2 separate regions of the Mus musculus genome follow, and region 2 is linked to region 1. Evidence: chromatin contacts called from public Hi-C data. All regions are on one chromosome and are shown on one strand. The core of a region is the stretch at or near the end of the contact, and the rest is flanking DNA. Distances in the headings are between cores, read along the strand shown. Region 1 holds the start of Phactr1 (phosphatase and actin regulator 1). Region 2 overlaps Phactr1 (phosphatase and actin regulator 1).

What was found. Hi-C and Micro-C count contacts between places; a contact is called where the count stands out from the background.
Region 2: a Hi-C map of forebrain shows a contact between it and region 1, with 2.3 times the contacts expected there. The contact joins the enhancer-like site here to the promoter of Phactr1 in region 1. A contact is called at or near these places in 13 of 39 promoter capture datasets (the 3T3-L1 cell line, cranial neural crest, embryonic stem cells and 8 more), 9 of 484 Hi-C or Micro-C datasets (brain, cerebral cortex, cortical neurons and 3 more), 5 of 115 datasets of contacts at active chromatin or transcription factors (a beta-TC-6 cell line, embryonic basal ganglia, embryonic forebrain and 2 more) and 4 of 9 other capture datasets (adipose tissue, embryonic stem cells, liver and 1 more).

Annotation. Positions count from the first base shown.
Region 1 is chr13:42,679,397-42,682,851 of GRCm38.p6, forward strand. Phactr1 (phosphatase and actin regulator 1) reads left to right here and starts at 1,403. Exons shown (of 14, transcript NM_001302635.1): 1 at 1,403-1,530; 2 at 3,254-3,404. The coding sequence starts at 3,302.
Region 2 is chr13:42,757,516-42,760,682 of GRCm38.p6, forward strand. All of the region lies in intron 3 of Phactr1 (phosphatase and actin regulator 1), which reads left to right. Among named protein-coding and RNA genes, the nearest start is that of Phactr1, 78 kb to the left of the region's middle. Within about 2 kb of position 1,831, at least 12 of the 459 cell types and tissues checked have an H3K27ac peak or open chromatin away from gene starts, as enhancers often do. A contact at or near this core is called in cerebral cortex, forebrain and second pharyngeal arch cranial neural crest, where this site is marked.

The DNA of each region.
Region 1 (3,455 bases), core at 153-2,652:
AATCTATTTTTCAAATGTCCTATTTAGCATCATCTTCCATCCCAGGCTCATTTGCACTTAACAGAGTATCTGATGTTTTTCAACTTAATCTCCCTTTCTCCCCTTTCTCTCTGTTTCTCTCCTTTCTCTCTCCACTCCCCCTCCCCCTGTGTCTCTCTCTGTCACCTATGAGTCATTATAATTCCAGTAGAAGCACAATAGAGGGTTAGAACCTGTCGCCCACACCCTACTGTAAGTGAAAAGAACCAGAAGACAGCTTTCTCTTCTTGTAAATGTCAAGTGTTCACCTGTCTCTATTGAGGGCTGAATAGCAATGCAACCTTAAAGCTCAAAGGCCTGGGGTCTGAGCAAAGCTTTGCACATTCAGAGACCAAGCTGCCTTCTCTACAAGGCCTTTCTGATTGATCATTACATTTAGGTCTCCCACGAGGCTGATCTCTCTATAGCACTAACTTGGTACCCGGTTTTCTCTGATGGAAGGGGAGAGCCCACCCTATTATTGACCCACAAGATAGTCAGCAAGGCATTCCCTGATTTCTCTTTTCGGAGACAACCCCTTAACCCACCAAAGGCAAGGTAGAATGGGAAAGGAAAGGACAATTTTCAAAGTCAGTTGTCAGTCACTCTCTAGCACTTGTCCTCTGGCTGAGCTATGGACATGGGCAAGAGGAGTCTGATCTTCCTTCCAAGTCCTTGCAAGCAAGCATGGCTTCTCTTGTATTAACATCCTATCCTGATGCTACCCACTACCCTGTACTAATCATCACTTCTGCTTGGTCCATACAAGGTGGAAGAAGGTTACAGAAAACACATACGGGGGCATGGCTGGATTAACATTACAGCTTTAAGAACATATCTCAAAGTCTCATGCTTACAAGTCCTTCCTGGGGAGCAGTAAGAGGATCTCATACCAGGCTAATGTGAGGGACACAACCAAAGCATCTTTTTTGCTGTGGAGATAATAAATCTGTTGCATTCAGGAAAGAAGAGAGCATTTGGGCATTTTGAAGATCTGACCATGCACAGACAAAAAGAGGGAGAGTGAAAGCCTTCTGTATTTCTCTCCAGAATGTAGCTCGCACTTTTAATTGCCCACCTTGTTTGGCAGCTCAGAAGGAAATGGCAGGGCACCAAACCCTATCCTACCAGGAGCAGCCTTCAGGATTAGCAAGTACTCCACACCTTGGAGAGCCTAGGAGACAGGAGAATCATTTTAAATGCAAATTAAATTGAGGGGGTAGCAGAAAAGAACACATAAAAGACGGTAAAACAAAACCTTTCAATTTTCTTAAATTAGCAGGCTAATGCGTTCTAAAGAGCGGCCCCACTTAGATCCCGGCTTTGGGGGGAGGGGGCATTTCATCACAATATAAAACCCGACAGATCCATCATTCCCCTCCACCCAGTGCTCTTGACTGGAGATTGAAGGGAAAATTAGAAGCTGTTCATTTGGGCTCACAGGCTCAGCAGCCCTGCTCAGCTTGCCCGCCGCTCACTGACAGCGTCCTGTTGAAGGGGGCACAAGTGCTGGTGAGTATCCCCTAACTTTGAGAATTCTTCCCTTCGTGCGTCTTTCTGGCTGTGTTGCCTTGGGTGGGCTAGGTAGGGGTTGTCTCCCAGAGGGTCTGCGTTATAATGCGGCTTTCAAAATATGGGAAATTTCAGACAGCTTTTAAGCTGTTTCTAGGGACAGAAGGAAAGAGTTATTTTCAGCCTAGGTGCCGGTGACTGTTTTTGTGTATTAATTATAATGGGAATGTTCACTGAACATACTATATTGCCAGTTAAATAGCCTTTCTCCATCACCCTACCCCATTCAGCAGAAAGATAGAGACAGGTGCTCCAACATGGTCTAAACACTACAGACCTCCCCACTGTTTAATCATTTACCATGTATTTTGTTCTTACTGCAAAGCAGACTGGGATTTGAGATCGCAAAAATAGATTATTAAAGCAGAAATTCTGATTTTTAAATAACCGGTGAGATCTCCGCTTTAAGAGGTGGGAGAGTAGACTGTGAATGGCCCTGGATGATGCAAAATCTTCATGTAGATTTTGATGGTTCCCTGCCAAAGTTTTACATGGGAAAGTGGTAATTTCCTTCCTTCGCAGAGGAGGGCGTGGAGAGGCTGGAACTGGCGTCACCTTCGGTTGCTAAGGTAACCTGTTCTGGCCATTTTATCTGATAGAGAAAGTCCAGTGGACAGAATACATTATTCATCACTGATCTAATCAGATAATCAAAACTGTTTACTTTCGCTGGGAATATTTAATAAGATCGAAGGCAGCTGGTTGAAACTGCTCATTTGTTCTATCGACGGCCCTTGGTTTTACATGTTTTTACAGTAAGTATTCTTTGCTGTTGGGGTACCTTTGGCTATTTTTTTTTTTTAAAGTTTCCTCTTATCAGACTTGGTTTCTCAGATGAGAGTGTGCAGACTTAGGAAGCAAGTGATTGCTTTAGCCTTCAGAATCTGATTTTTAAAGACTTCCTCTTGTTCCTCCTTTGAAATATAATAGTGCAGAAATAGAGATAGATCTTCTGTGCCAGTATCAGGGGTAACTGCATGGGCTCCGTGAGAAGGGGCTGGCTGGTTTTCATGCCAGGCTAGTGCATGCTATAGGAAACACGGCAAGGCTGTGATGTTTGCCGCTGCTGCACGAACCACGGTTCTGTATCAAAAACAGCCTATACCGGGCATGGGCAGATGAGCCAGTAGCACTGTATAGAATGTGCTGAAGGGAATGGCTGAAGACTAAGGAATTCAAGGCACTTGTACAGCAAACAAGCCAGCCTATATTGCAAAGTGTCTATGAGAGGAGGATCGGATTCCCAGGGGATGCTTTCTACTAGAGGGGACACCAGACACCCCTGGATCAATTGAAGAGCAACTTGCAGGTAGGGTGATACTTTCCAATGCCTTTTATCGGGCAGACTTTTAAAAACTAGAGGTACATGAATTTAAAAGTATACCTTTTGTCAGATAATATACAGCAAGGAAAGAACAGTATGTTATTCCTCTTTAACGTGAATCATTTTAATTTTTGCAGGCAGAATATATTATTTTAAATTGGTGTTAACTAAAGGTTGGATCTTCTCATGCAATACAAAGTCTCTGGCAGTGGGGGCTTTGACATTAGAAATGTCAGTCAAATGTTGGAATATGATAATGGCGTACTCTCATTTAAATTAAGGAATACACATACTTGACATCCTGAAATACTGTGTCTTTCTCCCCTTCCCCCTTTATAGAGAGCTAAGTGATTGCCTTCTCTCAAAATCCTGTTCTGAACATTGAAGATGGATTATCCCAAAATGGATTATTTTCTGGACGTTGAGTCTGCTCACAGACTCTTGGATGTGGAGTCGGCGCAGAGGTTCTTCTACAGTCAAGGAGCTCAAGGTAACAAAGGGAGAAGAGGGGGGGGCCTCACCCTCAGGCTGCTTTGCTGCA
Region 2 (3,167 bases), core at 581-3,080, 79 kb after region 1:
TGGACAAGATTTACAGTGTGTGAATATTGATGCAAGTCCAGAGGAGAGAGTATACAAAACTATTAATAAACTCATTACAGATGGATTCAGGAAAGCATAAGCTCAATTATGCAGGAAAAAAAGTTAGTGAGGAAACGAACGGGGTTCAAGCAACTGAATGTCCACTCAGCAGAATTGATGCTCTGTGCTCTGTTGGAATCTTCATGGTCAGCAGTTCACCAATCCAACCATGTGTGGCTGGGTCATTTCACTGGCAACGGAACAGAAGCCAACTAGAGCAAGTTCAGAGGGGGCCATGCAGAGACTATAAAGGTTCATGCATCCGGATAAAAATAAAAAAAAAGAACAGAAGTTCCTCGCTGCTCGGCTGACAGCTATGCCAGGGCGGGGACAGCAGGAGGAGGAATTAATTGCAAGGAAGAAGCTGAGACATCTTTGGAAGTTCAGGCAGGAAGCATTTAGCAGAATCCTGGGATGCTGAGGCAGTGTGGCATCTCGGCGATCATCTGGAGCTTTGGTTGGAATTAATGAGACTAAATTAAACTAAGGAAACTCGAGGTAAAAAAGCAAGAAAATCTGCTTGCAAATGAGAAGTGCTTAACAGGGCTTCACTGACCCAAGAAATCCCTGTCTTGTCTCCTCCCTGGAATCCTGGAGTAGGAGGAGAGGATCCTGTTACAGCCTGTCAGTTAGAATCTTAGCTTACCCAGGTCAGGAGTTGACTCCTGTCCTGAGACATAACTGAACAAAGTGTTGGCAGCTGCCATCATCTGATAGCCCGTGGGCACTATTAACACCACTGTGCACAGCACCACTGAATTCAAATTTACATAATTACATCCAGAAAATATATTTCCTGGGTTCTGGTATGATAATTTCGTTCTGCACAGACCTTTGGATTGTAGGGAAATTGAACTATATATTAAAGTAGATTAACTCAAGTAACTGCTATCAAGCTTGTAAAGGCAGTTAATGCCAAAGACACCGATTTGATTTGAACCTTGGCTTTTATTCTCAGCCCCAAAACTTATTAAAATAAATAAAGACGTTTAGCCCTCATAAGCCGGAGTCGTCATTAGCAATTCCTGATAGTGTGAAAGTAAAAAGAAAAGAACAGTCTGGAGAACAAAAAGCCAAGCCACGCTCAAAATTAATCATTTTTATGTGCTCGTAAATGGAATATATAATTGGGCAAAAATAGGAACAAGTTTAAAAAGAGAGAGAAAGAGCTGATGTGTGTACATGCATTTTTTAAAAGAACCAATTAGAGATGACCTGCCTGATCAGACTGAGTTTAGAAACTGGAAAAGCATCTGCTTTTATCTCGTTGAATCTGAAATGTCATCAAGGAGAAACTGTACCATGGTTTTAACTGCCATCAGAGAACGCAAAACCAATTAAACTCTGGCATAGCGCTTTCTTCGTTGCTTCCATTATGGGATGTGTTCTGAGTTTTTAAGGGCCGCAGTGCTGATTAGAACTGAGGGTCTCAGGACTGATGAATTATATAGTATTGGAAAGTTAAGGACACAAGGATTGATCACAGCTTCATATTCAGGGGGTGGTGACAGTCTTTCCAGGGCAATGCCCTTTGGCCCCCAAGATCATTTCTATTCCAGTTTGAAGGTAATCAAAAGCTTTGAGTTTTGATCGTCTGCTTTGAAAGAAAATTAATACAATTCACTCTCTGTTCTCAGATGAGTGGGATGGGAAAATAGGCAGGTTTATGTATATGGCTATATAAGAAGAGACACATCACCACAGAGTACAAGAAGGAAGCCTGGGTATGAAAATGTCAAGCTGCCCAAATTAGCGCACTCTTCCCCAGCTTGTGTGTGTAGCCTATTTGTTGGCATGCTGCCATCTCTTACTCTGCACAGATGAGTGTAGCTTCTATGTGGTCCCGTTCTTGTAAGACTTCTCTGCGCTAGCTTGTTTGAAAGGTGGACGGGCTGCCACTCCCAAACCTGATGATGTACAGAGCTCTAGCCCCTTTGCACCAAGCACGCAGGCTAATCCAGCTATGAGCCCTGATAGGAGGCCAATGGTGGGAGGCAGGGTGGCACAATGTTACTGCCCCACCCTTCAAGAATCATTAACTCTGTTGGGGCCCACCACTTGTCCCCTTGAAGGAGGAGGAAGGGCAGATGGGATACATGAAGGAAAACATTTCAAAGCAGACAGAGCCACTGAAGGCAAACAGAAGCTTAAAGATGATGAAGATGTATCTGAGTGATGTCACTCTCAAGCTCCCCCCATGATTAAACTCTGCGTTTTCCACCTTGGGATCTTTACTAGGTCATGTTCAGTGAGAGAGAGATATTCCATTCCAACATCTTGTGTTCTTAAAATGTCTTCAGTAAAGTATGTCTTAAGAAACAGGAACAGGAAAACTATTACTGCCTCCTCATCCTAAAAAATACCATACTACTTCTCAACTTTGGTACTAGTTATATTTAGGGCAGGATAGTTATTTATTGGAAGACCTGACGGTCCTGTGCTCTGCAGGTAATTAGGCAGCGCTGCCATCTCTGGTCCTCTGTGCCAGTAACAGCCCTTTTCAGGTGTGACAACTTGTGTGGTGACCAAGTCATTCTAGACTGGGACAAGTGATCCTGAAGGACAAAAGGCTCCATTTTCAGAACCTGCACTTCGATCTCTTCAGAAAGGTCGTCTCTGAAGAATGGCGTAAGTCATCAGTTCTTCCTCCACGAAGGACTTCTAGGGGTTCTTCTTCTATAATTCATCAGTAGTTCCCAAAGGCAAGTACGTGGGGGCAGCACTCTGGATAGATTATCTAATCTCCATATGGCTAGACACAGAGTACGTTCATTTCCTGACAGAGGGCAACACTACCCATGATTATTATCTAGTTGCAGACTTCTTTTCCTTGTTCAGTTTCAAACCAAATAGATGCTCATTGATCCATCTCCAGCCTGGGTTGTCTAATTAGCTAGATGTTAAGGTAGAAAACCCCAACTTGTGTCTTAGTGGTTTCTAGGTGACCTTTTAGTATTGACTTAAATGGCTTGGAACCTCTCAGGTCTCAGAAGCTTTCTTAAGCTCTTCGTGTGTGTTTTGTCTTGCTTGTAATGTGCCAAGCCCTATCTATCCTAAAAGGAATGAGGAAACTTCACGCTTGCCTTTAACTGCCTAAGAGGGAGTAC